Linked DNA regions of Mus musculus: all the other regions are linked to region 1. The links are chromatin contacts, called in public HiChIP or PLAC-seq and Micro-C maps. All regions are on one chromosome and are shown on one strand. Each heading gives the region's core, a stretch centred on a gene start, on an enhancer-like site or on the middle of the called end of the contact. The rest is flanking DNA. Distances are from core to core; before and after follow the strand shown. Region 1 holds the start of Dusp23 (dual specificity phosphatase 23). Region 2 holds the start of Casq1 (calsequestrin 1). Region 3 holds the start of Igsf8 (immunoglobulin superfamily, member 8). Region 4 holds the start of Pigm (phosphatidylinositol glycan anchor biosynthesis, class M).

Evidence for each region. HiChIP or PLAC-seq counts read pairs in DNA pulled down with a chosen protein or histone mark. Hi-C and Micro-C count contacts between places; a contact is called where the count stands out from the background.
Region 2: an HNF4G HiChIP or PLAC-seq map of pancreatic cancer cells shows a contact between it and region 1. The contact joins the promoter of Casq1 here to the promoter of Dusp23 in region 1. A contact is called at or near these places in 1 of 39 promoter capture datasets (pre-B cells) and 1 of 115 datasets of contacts at active chromatin or transcription factors (pancreatic cancer cells).
Region 3: a Micro-C map of embryonic stem cells shows a contact between it and region 1, with 6 times the contacts expected there. The contact joins the promoter of Igsf8 here to the promoter of Dusp23 in region 1. A contact is called at or near these places in 1 of 39 promoter capture datasets (the 3T3-L1 cell line) and 3 of 484 Hi-C or Micro-C datasets (CD4 T cells, embryonic stem cells and palatal mesenchyme).
Region 4: a CTCF HiChIP or PLAC-seq map of embryonic stem cells shows a contact between it and region 1, with 9 times the contacts expected there. The contact joins the promoter of Pigm here to the promoter of Dusp23 in region 1. A contact is called at or near these places in 14 of 39 promoter capture datasets (the 3T3-L1 cell line, 3T3-L1-derived adipocytes, the C10 cell line and 10 more), 1 of 15 datasets of contacts at CTCF or cohesin (embryonic stem cells), 4 of 484 Hi-C or Micro-C datasets (embryonic stem cells, natural killer cells and uterus), 8 of 115 datasets of contacts at active chromatin or transcription factors (bone marrow-derived macrophages, double positive thymocytes, embryonic stem cells and 3 more) and 3 of 9 other capture datasets (adipose tissue, embryonic stem cells and liver).

What each region holds. Positions count from the first base shown.
Region 1 is chr1:172,631,617-172,634,326 of GRCm38.p6, forward strand. It overlaps Dusp23 (dual specificity phosphatase 23), which reads right to left and starts at 1,358. Exons shown (of 2, transcript NM_026725.2): 1 at 1,000-1,358; 2 at 1-210. The coding sequence starts at 1,266. The coding sequence ends at 25. It overlaps Gm35601 (a long non-coding RNA gene), which reads left to right and starts at 1,364. Exons shown (of 5, transcript XR_001779542.2): 1 at 1,364-1,525.
Region 2 is chr1:172,218,587-172,221,296 of GRCm38.p6, forward strand. Casq1 (calsequestrin 1) reads right to left here and starts at 1,309. Exons shown (of 11, transcript NM_009813.2): 1 at 826-1,309. The coding sequence starts at 1,104.
Region 3 is chr1:172,310,971-172,313,680 of GRCm38.p6, forward strand. It overlaps Igsf8 (immunoglobulin superfamily, member 8), which reads left to right and starts at 1,397. Exons shown (of 7, transcript NM_080419.2): 1 at 1,397-1,623. The coding sequence starts at 1,566.
Region 4 is chr1:172,375,220-172,377,929 of GRCm38.p6, forward strand. It overlaps Pigm (phosphatidylinositol glycan anchor biosynthesis, class M), which reads left to right and starts at 1,312. Exons shown (of 1, transcript NM_026234.4): 1 at 1,312-2,710. The coding sequence starts at 1,480.

The sequences.
Region 1 (2,710 bases), core at 108-2,607:
GGGAAAGGCGGGCTGTTGAAGTCCTCATTTTGTTCGCTGGTAGAACTGGAAGACGGCCTTCTCCTGTTCATACGTCTCAATGGATCCTGGTCGCAGGCGCCGGATCTCAGCAATGGCATCTCCTGCGGCCAAAGCCCGCTCCTTCACCAAGTAGCAGGCTAGCATGGTGCCAGTGCGGCCAAAGCCTAGGGCACAGTGCACTCCAACAGCCTGTGAAGTGGAGACTGATGGAGTAGAGTCCAATGCCCTCCCCAATACTCCCCTGTCCTCACCCCACACATCACAGGCTCTCCAAGAAGTGACATCAAAGCTGTGGGAGGACAGGTGACTAGGAGGCCTCTGGAATGGCTGGTTCCAACTTGGGCTCTCAGCCTACATCGCCTGGCCTCTATCCTGTGCTGTCTTGTATAGTACATCCAGCCACTTGTGGTGCTATTTTTCCTGAAATGTGTCAGTCCAAACTGAGCTGAGGTGCAAAATACTTACCAGGCCCTGAAGATGCGGCATGAAAAAGACTGGACATGCCTCATTAATAATTTGTTTCATATTGATTCTATGTTGAAATAATATTTTTGACTTATTGGATTAGTACAAAATTAACTTCACCTGCTTCTTTTTCATCTTTTTCGTTTTTTGTTTTTGTTTTTTTTTTAAAACGTAGCTGCTAGTAAAATTTAAAATTACAAGTGTGTCTCTATGACATTTGGACCTCTAGTAAAAGGGCTTTGAACTGATTCCGTCTGACATAGGCGCTCCCTGGACTCCTGGAAGGATTTCACTTGACAGTACTCTCTCTCCAGCCTACTTGGCACCACCTCTCCTAGCAGCATAGTTGACTTTAGTCAGGGAGTGGGTCCATCTAGCTCCCACCCCACTTAGCCCTGTCACCCCCGCCCCCAACCCCAGGCTCTCCCACTCTTTTCGGACTCCAGCTCCGGCCCCGCCCACTCATTTCCTTCCAGGCCCCGCCCTCTCGCTCTGGCTCACGAGCGTGCTGACCTCTCCCCGGGCATTGGCCTCGTCCACGATCTTCACAAATTGGTCGATCTGTTCCGGGGACGGCGGGCAAAAGTCAGGGATGCGCATTCGGTGCAGCGTGAGGCCGGGACAGCTGTCACTGTGAGGGGGTCCGCGCTCCGTCAGGGACACCAGGTGCCGCACACCCTGGTCCAGCAGGAACTGGTAGTGCGCGGGCAGCCGGGGCAACGCCAGTCCGGCCAGCCGTCCCGGAAGCACCCAGGAGAAGTTGGGGGGTTGCACGCCCATCGTGGGGGGAGTTTACTCAGGGCGAGGCTGGCCTTTCCTACTCTGCCGGGAGATTGGGTCACCCCCCCTCTGGGGCTGGATTCCGTCCCCGCTCAGCACTTGCCCTAGCGGGCCACGTAGTCTCTTGGACCCTCCCCCGTGACGCTCCTCCCCACCCAGGGTTGGCTGAACAGCGGGGGCGGGGCTAAGACGGCTCCAAGGCAGGCAGAGAAACCCTACAGCCCAACGGACGCGAGCAGGGCACTCGTTGATAGGCTGGGTAATCAACAACAAGCGTGATTATTGCAGCGGGGAGTGAAGGCACTAAGGAAGCCTGGAACCAATTAATTGCTCCTGTAGAGAAAACAGCCCAGGGCTGGGCTCTGCTGCTCCCTGGTGGTGCGTTGGAGCTACTGCATCGTGGGCCAGCCGCCTAACGGCCTGGTCTCTTCATAGTTTTTATACAAGGGGTTTAAATAGTGATAGAAAAATCTACTTCTGCCTGGGCGCGGGTGTGAGTAGGTAATCTCTTCAATGACCAAGCAGTCATGGTTGCTGTCTTCTTGAGTTCTTGAAGTAAGAGGGAACTACTATGTCCCAGACAATAGAAAGTTTTATTTTTCTACTGCCGACAGTAGTTAAAGGATGGGGGGTGGGGAAATATGTGGCACTGGAAATGGTACTCAGGGTAATATAGTAACCACTATCAACAACATAAGGGTTAACAACATTTAAGCTTTTGCTTTGTGTTAGGTACTTGTGCAAATACTTTTTATATATGTTAATTAATCGCCATAAGGTAGGTGATCACAGTAACCCCATTTTAGAGATGAGAAAACTGAGGCACCGAGGAAGCTAAGGAAGATACCATTCTCCAGAATCTCTCTCTCTTTTAAAAAAATGTTTATCTTATGTATATGAGTGCCCTGTAGCTGTCTTTAGACACACCAGAAGAGGGCATCGGATCCCATTACAGCTGGTTGTGAGCCAACTTGTAGTTGCTCAAATTTGAACTCAGGACCTCCGGAAGAGCAGTCAGTACTCTTAACTGCTGAGCCATCTCTCCAGCTCCGAAATCTTGTTTTAAAAATTATTATTATTTTTATTTTATGTACATTGGTGTTTTGCTTGCATGTGTATCTGTGTGAAGGTGTCAGGACTCCCGGAGCTGGAGTTACAGACAGCTGTGAGCTGCCGTGTAGGTGCTGGGGATGGAACCTCTGGAAGAGCAGCCAGTGCTCTTAACTGCTGAGCCATTGTTCTGTCCCCCTCTCCAGAATCTTTTAATGGCACACTTTCCTACAGTCATCCAGGAAATGACAGTGTTACACAGCCATCTTCACATTCTTCCAAACATTTTGTGTTTAAAACCCTGGGTATTTTCTTAACCGGGGGCCTAGGGACATACTGACCTAAGCCCACAAGACCTGGGTATGAAGACATCCTACCCTCCCTTGGTTGCTGG
Region 2 (2,710 bases), core at 59-2,558, 410 kb before region 1:
AACATGGAGGATAAAAATACTTGGCTCATTAATCAGATAGCAGTTTGCAGAGCCCGATGGGGCACACGGAAATGCAAGCCAGGGGGCCGGGTGTCTTACACTGAAACATTCCAAGCTCGGACAAGGTGGAGCCTCTCTGTATCACCAAGCCGGGGAAGTGCAGACAAAGGCAAACGTATCCTAGCTCCATTAGGGATGCGTGTGGCCACGTAATCCAATCGGAAGGCTGCCTCCCCTCATTTCTTTTTTGTATTAACCGTCTCTGCCTTGGACCTAAAGTAGATTCTCTGGCTGAAATGATGGGGAAGGCATGCTGAAGCCTTCGTGAGAGTTTTCTAGTAAGGACTTCCCCTAGGGGACAAAACGCGGCGGGTTGGCCTGGGGAGGTCTGTGGGAAGCCTCTAGAAGTCATTTAACTGTACAGTCACTAAGTCAGTTGAAGGCAAATAAAAGAACAATCGTGTTCACGGTTCTGCTGTTTGCGTCTTGGAGCACGGCCCTACGTGTGTAAAGAGAGGGGGATCTTTTGGCCACAAGAGTAGTATGAAGCACAGTGCAGGGTACTGTGCAAGCTCCCCCCACCCAGCTTCTCCCCCCCCCCAGCCAAACCTAGTGCCCCTGCCTCCTGCAGCACAACTTACCAACAGAAGGGTAGGACCTTGGTCCCTGAGTCTTTTTCTTTTTGCCAAGGCCACATTCCAGTCATGTACTTGGTGGAGACAGAGGCCCAGCAGCCATGCTGCTCTTAAGCTAGCCCCCACCCTCAGACTCAGGGCTCACCGAGGGGACTGAGCATGCTCTCCAGGCCTGCTATTCTCCACTCACCTCCAGGATTAGCTCCTCCATCTCAAATTGTCTCTGCGAGGCCTTGTCGTCCTCGGGGGGCTCATGGTAGAGGAGGGCCAGCACCTCATACTTCTTAAACACGTTCTTGTAGTTCTTGGCGTTCACATTGATCACACGGTCCACACCGTCGTACTCAGGGAAGTCCAACCCATCTTCCCCCTGGACCCCTAACCTGGGCGTCCCTAGCACCAGTACAAACAGCAGTGCCAGCCGCAGCTCGGACACTGCTCTGGCCCCCATCCTGTCGGTAGCTCTCATGGAGGTAGTACAATCTGGGCCTGCTCTCCTGGTCCAGAGGAGGTTAGCTGAAATAGGGAGAGGTGCCCCTCGGATACAGAATCCTGAGTTAGGGGCTCCAGGTGGGGGTGGGGTAGAGAGTGGGCCAGAGCAGTGGACAGAGGACACTGCTGGGTCCTGGAGAAACTGCCGACAGAGCCAAGAGAAAAAGGGTCAGGAGGAGGAATAGGAGCAGGGGCGGGGAGGGAACCGGAGCTGCCCCTTGAAACTGGCACCCCCTCCGTCCCCACCTGGTCCTGTCTAAATATGTCTCTGTGGTTGGCAGGAGGGATGGATAACCTTCTGAGGCCAGGACAGCTCCATGAGAGCCTGAATCCTCTCACCTCCTATACCTCTTCCCTAGGCTCCCTCCCAGCAGCTGGTTCCTTCCCCCTCCCCCAGTGTCCAGGACTCCTTAGCCCCTGGCCCCATGCAGGCCTAAGAGCTCATCGCCATATTAAGAAAGGGAGAGAGAGAGATGCCGGATCTAAAAATAAGACCAGATGAGTTAGGGGTAAGTGAGGCTGGGGCTGGAGGAGGGGGGATGTAGGGTATCCAGGGATCCCAGAGTAGGACAAGGCCTATCAGAAAGAAGTACAGGTAGCAAGGACGACACCTTCTGGGCCAGAGGCTAAACTGATAATACAGGAGAGAATGTGGTATTTCTAACTCCTAAAATCCAGCAGTCTTCTATAGGTAAAGCCTATTTCTTTGATCTTATGGACGAGACATGAGCAATAAAAGCGCATTCCAGGCTCCAGGAAAGAAACCCCCGTGCAGTTCCCTTTAAAGACCGTGGACCAAGGATGAGATCATTCTCTGAATAAAAGATGGAGCGGAGTCCAAGACCAGAATCCTGGCTTAGCTCCAGTCAGTTTCCTTTGCTTCACTCAACAGTCCCAACTCAGGAATGCAGGGGGAAGGACAGGGCTGGCCCGAGTTCCATCCTGTAGTGATGGCGACTTGGGCTTTCTCTGCCTGTACTGCCCACTGCTTCGTGGCGCTTCCTCCTCTGAGGGCTCTGGCCTGATCCCGTGGGACTCTGATTCTAGGGCATAAGGGGCTGGGAGGATTCCTCAGACTGCACAGGTCTATAGAGAGCTAATAGCTACTATTCATTCCTATGTCTTTGACAAGGACAGATGATCCGGTATAAGTATGGGAAAAAGTTAACTCGAGGTAAACAGGAAGAGGTGGACCCTGTGCCCTTATCGGACGCTGTGGATTAATTCTGTGCATCTGAGGCACACAGCTGAGCTGGAGGTACGAAGGCTGTCATTTTTAGGGTCCTAGCTTAGAGGTGAAGAGTTGAATTAAGCTTTGAGTACTTAGCAAGGACTCCTGCATGGCCTTCTAGGGCTCATACTATATTTAGGTAAACTGAGGCTCAAGAGGGCTCAAGGGGGAGATCACAATAAAGTCAGACTTCCATGTCCACAGTGCAACGTACTTCTCATTCTAGAAGGATGGCGTTTAATTCGCATCTAGGAAGAAGTATAAAGTTATGCTAGCAGAATAGCATCTTGCATTCCCATGGGGCAGACCTTATATAGCTAATTTAGCATTCTTAAGAACATGTCAGGAGTGG
Region 3 (2,710 bases), core at 147-2,646, 320 kb before region 1:
TGATGATAATCATGATGTTGTGATGGTGATGGTGATGATGATGATGATGACCGACTTTCAAACCGGTACCAGAAAGTCATTCAATCCACTCAACCTCCAGCTAAAGGGAGAATGCTTTCTCCCAAAGTCTCCCGGTAGCTTGCAGTTTTCACATGGCTCAACATGGCTTCTAGAGAAACAGTGTGAAGAAACCAGGCTTGGGATATATCCAGGTGACAAGGAGCAGGTCCCTTAGCCTCTTGCTAGGCAGTCTTGGGCGACCAGGGTTGGAGTTCTGACTTCCCTATAGATTCCCTATCAGTGTTTCTCTGTGGTTGCTGAATGTGGCTTCCACTGGCAGCCCCACGAATACGACTTCTGAGAAGAGGAAGTCACCGCTGGCCCGGATCTCTTTTCCTGTCTGTGCCTCAGTTTTCTCAATAGGAAGCAGTAAGCGAGGGAGCAGGGGTGAAGGGGACAAGTAGGGAATGGAGGTGAAGATCTAGACGTGTTCTAGGCCACTTCCCCCTAATGGGCACTTCCGCGCCCTGGTTTTGCAGGCTGAGCCGCCCCTTCTTCCCATCCTGGCCCCACCCTACTCTCCGCCTTTTTCACAGTTGGAGACATGGCTTTGGGAAGAGGTTTCTCTTCCTTTTTCCTACCTCCAGGCTAGCTCCACCTTCCCCAGCAAAGAGGTGTGTTACGTCCTCTCGTTGGAGACTCCAATTGGTAGAAAGCAGTTTAACGCAAAAACAAAACACCCCCATAGTTACCGTGTGCATGAAACGTATGTGCATGATCTCAGCTAATAATCGCCGTAACTCCTCGAGTGTTTACAATCTCTGTTCCGTACGTGGCGGGGGGGGGGGGGGAAGTGAGCTTGAAAGCATTGAGCTGAACAAGGATCTTCCAGCTAGGAAGTCTGGACCGCTAACCCACTTCCCTTTCGCTTTGCATTCTGACCGGGTATTAGAACAGATTTCCAGCGATCTTCCAGGACTCTGAAGCCCCTTTGGGTCCGCTTCACGTCCAGGAAACCGTGGGTCAGGCCATGCCTACATAAATCAGCAGGGTTTGCTGCCAAGACTCAGTGGCCCACATCACCCAATTGGATTCTGAGTGCGTAACCACAGTCACCCCATCATGCATCCCCAGAGGCCCTGCAAGCACCCCATTCTCCCTGGAAGGCTGGCAGGTGCAGGGCGGGGTGCCCTCTGAGCGAGGAAATGGGGGTAGAGGAGCCCAGGTGCCGCCAGTTCGCCCAGCCTGAGGCCAGAGGCGGAGCCACCATCAGGGTCGAAGTCTGGCCCAGGCGACGGCCTGGGGCGGGGCGAGGCGGGGGCGGGGCCGGGCAGCGGGGCGCGGCTGGGACTGGTCTCCCGAGCTGCGGAGGGCGGGAAGAGCGGCGGGAGGAGGGGAAGAAGGGTGGAGGGCGGGGAGTTGGCGGCTCCCGCTCGGCTGGGCTCTGCGCACCCACGCTTCACTGCTCCGCTTTCTGCCCCCCACCTGGGCATGCGCCCCCCGCGGCCCTGGCCCCCCAGAGCCCACGCCGCCCCCAGGAGTCTCCTCAGAGCCGCCTACGCAGAATGGGCGTCCCTAGCCCCACGCCGCTGAGTTCGCTCCTGCTGCTGCTGCTAATACTTGGTAAGCCAGGTGGTGGTCGCCGCGTCCCTGTCCCGGCCGGGTAGGTGCCTAACACCGTGCAGCCCACCAGCCCACCTTCCTAGCATTTCAGAGCTGGTTGCATCCCTACTTCTCCAACAGACGTGCCTCCACTGTCTCTGGGCTCGGCGTCTCGCTTCCTTTTGCGCCTGTCTGCCCAATCAGTTATGGGGAGGGTGGTGGTGTCCTCGCTCTAGGTTCCTAGCTGGGGCATATGGGCGACCTACTGAGGTATCCCCTGAGACACCATCGGGCCTCCGGAGGCAGGCACCACTTCTCATCGGTTACACCCAGCGTCTGGGGTCGTTGCTACCAAATACCGTGACAACCTTCTGCCCCACTCTCGGCTCAAGGCCTGGTTTTGGGTGTTTGCTCTGCGTGGGCAGTGCCTGGCGGTCTTCATAATTGCCTAGAGTTGGCTGGAGGCCCAGGGGCTGATTCTGACCACGATCTCTGAAAAAAGTCTCCCCAACACCCCCACCTCCCAATATAACATGTCACCATCTGAGGCTTCTTCCCTCACGTGTCTCCACCCTGGGCCAGTTCCCTCTTTGCCCTTCTTCCACGCTCCCAGATATTTGCCTGGTTGTCAGACTCAGTTGGTCCCAACATCCCTGCCTCAGGAGAAACCAGGCTCCATGGAAACTGAACCTGGGATCTCTAAGCACCCAGTGTCTGTCCTGGTGGGTGTTTATGATGGTGTGTTTTCTGGGCCAACCTTGCGTCATGTCTGGTGTGTGTGTGTGAGTGTGAGTGTGTGTGTGTTGAGGCCTGTGGAGGTTGCTAACATTACCATGTTTGGGGTCTGACTTGGAGGGCTCCCTGTAGGAGGTGTTCTGGGAAAGATATGGCATGGAGCAGTTGCCAGGAGACTGAAGCCCTTGAAAGGAACGTGTGTGTGTGTGTGTGTGTGTGTGTGTGTGTGTGTGTGTGTTATGCATATGGAGAAGATACTATAGTGGGGCACCCCAACCTCCTTCTCTGGTTTATACCAGAACTGCGCAGTGTTGTACAGAATGGTTCCTTGGGCTTCTTGGGGCCAGGATGAAAACTCCTTTGGGAACAAGGC
Region 4 (2,710 bases), core at 62-2,561, 260 kb before region 1:
CTGTGATAACACAGTATCATTCAAATAACTCTTGACAGGCTCGACTTCTAAGATCAAGCCAGACAGTCTGTGTCAGTTACCATGTGCCTGCAACTGTAATGCAAGGAAGTACAAAGAAATACATACTTTCTACTCTCAAGAACCCTACAATTTAGTTATAAGGTTATTTGAATGGTAATGTGTTATCACAGTATATTATGGGCAATGCATAGTAAAAAACCAATAGAGGTAGTTATTAATCTACACCATGTAATTACATCAAAGCACAGACATACCAGACTATGACTAGAGGTTAATACGGCTCACTCAAAGGATAAATGTGAAGTGTAGGATGAGAGATGTCTAGGCCGAATGGAGCCACTTCTATGGTAATCTAGAAGACATTCCCTAGGGGCAGGCTCAGTTTGTAAGATCAAGGCAGTCTGCGTCAGTTACCATGCGTCTGAGACTGTAATACATTACAAGAAAGTACAAAGAAATAAAGAAATACTTTCTACTCTCACGAACAATTTACTTGAAACTGAAAACATTGTAAAATAAAGTATGAAGTTCTTGGCCCGGCGTGGTGGCGCACGCCTTTAATCCCACCACTTGGGAGGCAGAGGCAGGCGAATTTCTGAGTTCGAGGCCAGCCTGGTCTACAGAGTGAGTTCCAAGACAGCCAGGACTATACAGAGAAATCCTGTCTCGAAAAACCAGAAAAAAAAAAAAAAAAGAGTATGAAGTTTTAAAAAGTCAATTATAAGTGCAGTAAGAAATCAGGAAAAGAATGAAAGAGTTGGAGTCTTTGGCAAGAAACTAATAGTGGTAGGGTGAACGGAGTGGGTTGACGGCCGATTTTGACCTAGTTGAAGAGTTCTTGAAAAGAACGGAGTTGACAGTACTCCAGGGGAGACAATCTAGACGTATTTCGGTAGGAGGAACCTTCTTATCAGGGTAAAAAGACTATTTTATTTTAGGCTTATTCTTTCCATCTGTATTTCCCACTCTCAGTCCTCCAAGCCAGTTGGGCGGGATGTAAGTAGCAGCAGGTAGCAGCTCACTGTGTTCAGCGTCCTCCTCCGTAGATCTGAGCTGGGAACGCGGAAGCTCTGGTTACTAAAAACAAAGTTCACCCAGGTCCCAGGTCCACGACATCTCAGCCACTCCGGGATTTCCGGACAGCGGAAGCGTCGCCAATAAGGGACCGGAAATCCCGCCTTCGCCGGAGGAAGCTGCGGACGCTAGACAGCCAATCCCGAGGAAGGCAATCGTTCCGCGGAGACAGCTGAGAGCCCGCGCGGGGCTGGAGGCCGGAAGTACCGTGGGGGCGGGACTTGGGGTGCCGGAAGTGATCATTCCTCGGTTCTTCCTGTCGGTGCTGTAGCAGAGGAGATGCTCCCGGCGGCTGAGAGGCGTCAGCCCGAGGACGGTTAGCGAGAGGGGCGCAGTGTGGACCCGGGGCCGGGCCGGGCCGGGCGGGTGGCCCGCACTCGGACCATGAGCTACCCCATGCACTGGGGGGAATGGATCCTGAACTTTCGGGTGCCGCCCGCCGGGGTGTTCGGCGTGGCCTTCCTGGCCCGGGTCGCCCTGGTTTTCTACGGTGTCTTCCAGGACCGGACTCTGCTGGTGAGGTACACCGACATAGACTACCACGTGTTCACGGACGCCGCGCGCTTCGTCACGGAAGGGCGCTCCCCGTACCTGCGGGCGACCTACCGCTACACCCCGCTCCTGAGCTGGCTCCTCACCCCCAACGTCTACCTCAGCGAACTCTTCGGCAAGTTTCTCTTCATCAGCTGCGATCTCCTCACCGCCTTCCTCCTGTACCGCCTGCTGCTGCTCAAGGGGCTGGGGCGCCGCCAAGCCTGTGGCTACTGCGTCTTCTGGCTTCTCAACCCTTTGCCCATGGCGGTGTCCAGCCGGGGCAACGCGGACTCCATCGTCGCCTCCCTGGTTCTCTCGACCCTGTACTTCATAGAGAAACGGCTCATCGCGTGCGCCGCGGTGTTCTATGGCTTCGCGGTGCACATGAAGATGTACCCGGTGACCTACATCCTCCCCATAGCGCTCCATCTGCGGCCCGAGCGCGACGATGACGAGCGTCTCCGGCAAGCCCGGTTCTCTTTCCAGGCTCGTTTGTACGACTTCCTGAGGAGGCTGTGTAGCTGGGCAGTGCTGCTTTTCGTAGCAGTTGCAGGGCTCACGTTTGTTGCCCTGAGCTTCGGTTTTTACTATAAGTACGGTTGGGAGTTTTTGGAGCACACCTACTTTTATCACCTAACTAGGAGGGATATCCGCCATAATTTCTCTCCGTACTTCTATATGCTGTATTTGACTGCCGAGAGCAAGTGGAGTTTTACTCTGGGGATTGCGGCGTTCCTGCCACAGTTCATCTTGCTGTCAGCCGCATCTTTCGCCTACTACAGAGACCTTGTCTTCTGCTGTTTCCTTCATACGTCCATTTTTGTGACTTTTAACAAAGTCTGCACCTCTCAGTACTTTCTTTGGTATCTCTGCCTTCTGCCTCTGGTGATGCCACTGGTGAGGATGCCTTGGAAAAGAGCCGTAGTCCTCTTACTGTTCTGGTTCATAGGACAGGCCTTATGGCTGGCTCCTGCATATGTTCTAGAGTTTCAAGGAAAGAACACCTTCCTGTTTATTTGGTTAGCCGGTTTGTTCTTCCTTCTGATCAACTGTTCCATACTGATTCAGATTATTTCCCATT